2 separate regions of the Mus musculus genome follow, and region 2 is linked to region 1. A link is a contact called in public promoter capture Hi-C data. All regions are on one chromosome and are shown on one strand. The core of a region is the stretch at or near the end of the contact, and the rest is flanking DNA. Distances in the headings are between cores, read along the strand shown. Region 1 holds the start of Creb5 (cAMP responsive element binding protein 5). Region 2 overlaps Creb5 (cAMP responsive element binding protein 5).

Region 1 (2,700 bases), core at 125-2,624:
CTATATAAATGTCAGATGTTACATAAATGTCAGGAGCCATTATTGTTTGTTAATGGGGGCTAAACTGTTCCTAAGCAAAGATCCAACTCCCAGCCAGCAAGCTCTTAGTTGAAGTTCTAACCAGTCAGCCATCAGAAAAGAATTAATATGCCTGATTCTACCAAGGAACCCAGGTGAGATCTGGGGTTAGACATGCGCTAGAGTGGTCCCTGATGATCAGGAGAGCTCCTAGCCTTCTGAGTCTGTCTGCCTCAGCTCAGCTGTGAAATAGAGATAATTACAACACACTCCCCGCTTTTCCTTATTCTGTCAAAGTCATATGAGGAAGAAGAAAATGGTGTGGCTTCAAGTGTTTGGCAAAGTGTGAGCTGTTGTTGGATGACAGTGGTCATTTCGAACAGGCTTTCAATGCTCCCCAAAGGGAGAGAGAGCTTCCAAAAGGAAATCTAGCCCTTGCCAGGGATGAGGAAGGTGAGAGCGGTGGCTTCTGGCCCATGCTGAAAAAGGTCAGTCCTCTTTTCCCTTTGCAGACCTGGCCCTAGATCCTGTATTCTAGCCCTGGCTCGACTGCTTCCCAGCCGGCGAGCTTGGGCCAGTAGCAGAGGCTCTGGAAGCAATGGCCAGGGCCCTTCCGGCGCTGACGCGGAGTCTAAATCCGGCTCATCATTTGGCTCTTGGCTGAGATTCGCCTTTCGCCTTTAGAGAGATTCTCTCACAGGTCAGCACATGCAAGGTGCGAGACCAGGGAAGGCTGTGTGTAGTCCTACTGAGTGTGCACAAGAAGTTATATGCCCTTGAGCGTGATGAGGAGAGGGGCGGCGAAATGGAGATACTAAGAAGCCAGCATGCAGAGAACGCTGCAATGAGGTCATGGCTGTCACAGGCAAAGGATCTGGGTATCTTCGGTGGCTGGGGTAGGGAAGTAGGAAGTGGCCTGCATTTGTAAGTGTAAATGTCTCTTTCTACCTCCTTCAGCATCCTTACCACCTCATGCACACACCCCAAACCTTACTTCTTTCTGACCCTACAGACACTTCTTGCAGAAGAGCTCGTGCCGGTGTCTCCTGCGTGGCTCTGTTTGAAACCTTCAGGATTGTTTCCAAGCTGACTCACACCACTAATGTCGGGGGGCCGTGTTACTCGGCGCTGGGCTGTGCAAGCTGTTGCTTGCGCGATCGCGGACGCCGCCGCAAGCACCCGGGTCCGCTCGAGGGGCGGGATTTGGGCGGGGCGGAGACCGGGCCCGCCCCCTCGGCGTGCGGGCCCCGCCCCTCTCTCCCTCCTTTTCCCCAACGGACCGCAATGATTTAGAAGTTCAGGAATCCCACGTGACGTCACCGGGGGGGTGATGTAATGCACTCTAAATAGAATGTATTGTAATCTTTGCTCAGTCCAACGTGGTCCCTTCACCCGGGCTCGGCTCTTGCCTTCTCCACACTTGTTTGGTAAGTTCCTAAAAATACGGCGCGGCCACTTCTGGGCCTTTTGCATTTAGCCACTTTCGCTGCACTTGCCGCGCGAGCCGACTCCGGAGCGTCCTTGTTTGCAGGGGTTGGTTCATCGCTGCAGCCGCGAGGTTACTTAGTCCAATGGGCAGGTCACAGGGCAAGGAGTAGAAAGGATGCGATGCATTTTTTCCCCCTTGATTTGTGTTTGTAAACACTTTGGCGGATCAGAAGGAAGTCCGGCCCCAATTGCTGGTGGACTGTGGAGTTGTGCTGTGTCCTGTAGTCACCCAGAGACCCCACGCCGTGTCCGTCCCGGAGCGCTTCTTGGTGATTGCTGCGCCGTGCGACTGGAGGGATGCTGAGTGGAGCCAGCGCCGTGTCCGACCCAGTGTGCGTGCGTGTATGGGAGCGCGCGTGAGTTTCCCTGACACGGGGAACAGTTATGAATCGGGGGTGTATGTTTGCCTCCAGAGCCCCGGCATGGTGTGGAACCCTTCTGAAGTGTGGTCAAGCGGCGGTGGTGGTGGCGGCGGCGGAGGCGGCAGTGGTAGCAGCAGCAGCAACAGACCAGGAACCTGGAGCCTCCTCGCATCCCGTTTCTCAGTGATGCAGCGGAACCCCGGGAGAAAGTTAGCAAACTTCCAACCGTTGCGGCAAAGTCGCCTGGTCACCTAGGGGCAGCCGAGCGAGTTCGCAGGGGGTTCTCCCTCTCCCGGGTGCCCAGCGGCCGCTGCCAGTTCTCGCGACCGGCCGCCGGCTGCAGCGGGAGGGTCGGTTGCCTTGGAGGGGGACTTGACTTTCGCTCCAGGCGCTCCAGCTCGAGAGTGCTCCGCAGCCCTCGCCTTCACTCCTGCAGCCGCCTCCCGCCTCCGTCCCCTTTGCGCTGGCACTCTTACTTCTTCCGGGCTGCTGCCCCAAATGACAGCTGGGGCCCGAGCCGCACTGCACCCAGGCGGTTCTCAGGACCGGGCGACAGAGTCTGCCTTTGAGCCAGATTCTTTATCGAACCGCTTAAACTTTTCACAAAGTTCTTAAAGGGTTGAGACAAGCAGACACCGCCCCCACTAAGCCACTTTAGAGGGACTATAGCCCGCTTTAATTTTTCATTTATTTTCTAGTCATAGATTTATTTCCAGGGAGTGTCTAGTAGAAAAAGCTCCAGCTTTCCCTGGACGAGTGCCGCCCCCACTTGATGCTGGTTCAACGCTGGGAACTAGAGTGGGCTACTTGTACATCGTTGTCAGTATCAGCA
Region 2 (2,700 bases), core at 95-2,594, 160 kb after region 1:
GAATCCTTGCCTTGCTAGAAGCTCTAACTCTGTTTAGGCAACACGGTCAGATTTCCAGCTTTGGCCTTGGAGGTGTGGGGAGTAGATGAAACATTGGCTCCTTCTGACCTTTCTCCTCTGTCTTCTCTGGGCAGAATATCTCCATGCATAATACAGTTGGTGGGACCATGACGGGACCCGGAGCTCACCAGCTAGGCAGCACTCGGATGCCCAACCATGACAGCAGCGTTGTGATTCAGCAAGCCATGCCTTCTCCCCAGTCCAGCTCGGTCATCACTCAGGCTCCTTCCACCAACCGCCAGATTGGGTAAGAAGACTTCCTCTCTGTCTCTGGAAGAGCTCAGGCAACCTTTTGTATATTCTCCCTGGTTCTAGTGCTTGGATTTGTTGTTTTTCCCGTCTGATATGATGCTGCCAAAAGAGTGATGCTTTGGATGAGAAAAGGCGTCTCCGTTTGCTTGGGGCTATTTTGATCCTAGATGTCGAGGGGGAAAGCTATTCATTATGTGACCTTATTTCTTCAAATAAGATTTGTGAATGGCAGACAAAATTAGTGGTGTCATGCAGACCGCAGAAGACTGCTCAGGAGCAATGGTCGGTGGCAACAGAGAGGAGTTCTGCTAGCCCAGGCACCTCCTGGCAGTGTGACCCCAACCACAAACTCCTTCCTAGGGGGTTTGCAGCTGCTTGGCTGGGACACCTGTGTATTCCACAACTTGCCATTCTTTCTGGTCTTTCTTCCCACCTCTCTTTCTTGTTATTTCTTTCTCGTCAGCCCTTCCTGGCCTTTCCATTGGCCTATACTTGTAAGCAGGGCCCTTCCCTCTCATTTATGAAACAAGGCAATATTAAGACCTTGAGGGAAACTGGTAGAAGTATCTTGACATCTATACATATCATGTCTTGGAAATTGTTCTCGCTTCTTTACATCATATGACTGGTTTGGCCCCTTGCTGCAGAGTGTGGTCTGACCATCAGCAATGCGGGCATTACTCATCAATTTCTTAGAAACGCCGAATTCTTAACCTCCCCACTTCCTTATCTCCAGAATGAGGATGGAGTTTGTTCTTTACATGCCTCTGAAGAGAGGCACTGACTTCTTGTGCGTACATTGATGGGCACTGGCAATTGGCTGCCCCTGAAACCAGAAGGGGAACTTGCTGTGTGCTGTACTCACCTCCAAATGCAGTCTGAATTCTCAGGGGGCTACTAGCTGTGGTGACTTAAAACACAATTTTGAGGCTTCCTTACAATTTTTCCTAGTGCCTTTTCCCTGAGAACAAGAGTGGGCACAGGACAAAGCCTTGGCTCACTCCTTGAGTGCCCTAGAATAGGGAACTGTGTCTCAGACTTCTCGGTTAGGTGACTCAGAGGGACAAAGCACAGGCAGTGAGTGTGGATGTCCGGGTCCTTGCTTTTGCTTTAAAATGCGGGTATCGTCCTAGCCAAGTATCTTTGCTAATGGTTTCTTCTCAAGCAACTTGAAAAGCAAGTATTGCCACTATCTCTAAACCACAATGTCCTTGGAAGGTAATGTGGCTTCATTAAAGATGGTGTCTGCATCCCGGGGGACTCCTTTTTCTCTTGGGCCCTGGCTGCGGGCAGACAATTCACAGCTGGACCAGCTAATTATAATTATTTTATTTTTCTTTCAAGGGGGGAAAAGCATAAAATGTGCTAGAGTTTACTAGCAGTTTTACAGCATTCTTCCCCCCCTGCAGCCCTCGCCTGCCCCTTGTACCCCTGCCCACAACCCTCTCTGAGGCCCTTAGTGTTCCCCATTGTTAACGCAGCACTGGGTTTTATGAAGCAATCCTTTTAAGGCTAGCACTAAATTTTAAGATGGGTGTTGACTCTGTCAATAATTTACCCAGCTGGCCCCAGACTGTACATTTTGGGTGACATTTGTAGGCTGTGTCACTCTGCCGTTCTTTCTGCTTCTTGGGGGCGTTGTGTGTATGTGTTCTAGGAGATAATTGTTACTTCTAGGGCTCTGTCTCTGTCTCGTTGCCCAGCTTGAGGGAGGCTATTTCTTTTCTCCAGATCCTTCCCTGTTGTGCTTACTCTGTTGATTCAAAACCCCCACATCCTGTCACTCCTGGGCTTCTTCTCCTCCACGTGACCCATCCAAAGCTCTGCCCAGATGATCGAGGGGCTCAGCAGGACCCAGCCCTGCCCTTCTCACCAGTGGATTGAGTATGGAACCCTAGGTGGTAACACTTGGGGATGGTTGGCTCTTTTATTTCCCTCAGCAAAGAGGAAATGAGTGCTCATTTTAAAATACGAGTTCCCCTGGGAGATGTCGGCAAATGAGCATTTGAAATTGCAGATAGCTTTTTAAAAATTTCTAGTGTGTGTGTGTGTGTGTGTGTGTGTGTGTGTGTGCGTATGGGCACATGCATGAGCATAGAGAACCATATTGTAGTAATATTCTGATTTTTATCACAACCTCAAATATTTAAGTGTCAAAATCTGGCCAAGCCACCTGCAAATGTTTGTCATGGCGATTGGCCAACAAAAACAGCACACAGCAATGAAAGTCTTCATTCAGGCTAGGTGCTGAAGCTGCATCCAGCCAGAGAGACTGGGACCCACCTGTGCCCACGCATAACACTCTTGTGCTGTGGCCAGCGGGTGTATTCACAACTGGAACTTTGCAGGAGACGGGACTGCCTGACTCCTATCCCTGTCTTTTCTTCC

What was found. Promoter capture Hi-C pulls out the DNA fragments that hold promoters and counts their contacts.
Region 2: a promoter capture Hi-C map of macrophages shows a contact between it and region 1, with 7 read pairs. The contact joins the enhancer-like site here to the promoter of Creb5 in region 1. A contact is called at or near these places in 3 of 39 promoter capture datasets (cranial neural crest, hematopoietic stem and progenitor cells and macrophages), 1 of 15 datasets of contacts at CTCF or cohesin (pro-B cells), 13 of 484 Hi-C or Micro-C datasets (the BV-2 cell line, ECoMG-derived neutrophils, bone marrow-derived macrophages and 9 more), 7 of 115 datasets of contacts at active chromatin or transcription factors (bone marrow-derived dendritic cells, bone marrow-derived macrophages, craniofacial prominence and 3 more) and 4 of 9 other capture datasets (adipose tissue, bone marrow-derived macrophages, macrophages and 1 more).

Annotation. Positions count from the first base shown.
Region 1 is chr6:53,285,929-53,288,628 of GRCm38.p6, forward strand. Creb5 (cAMP responsive element binding protein 5) reads left to right here and starts at 1,375. Exons shown (of 11, transcript NM_001327821.1): 1 at 1,375-1,445.
Region 2 is chr6:53,447,412-53,450,111 of GRCm38.p6, forward strand. Creb5 (cAMP responsive element binding protein 5) reads left to right here. Exons shown (of 11, transcript NM_001327821.1): 5 at 135-307. Among named protein-coding and RNA genes, the nearest start is that of Gm38815, 23 kb to the right of the region's middle. Within about 2 kb of position 1,345, at least 77 of the 459 cell types and tissues checked have an H3K27ac peak or open chromatin away from gene starts, as enhancers often do. A contact at or near this core is called in the BV-2 cell line, ECoMG-derived neutrophils, bone marrow-derived dendritic cells and 6 more, where this site is marked.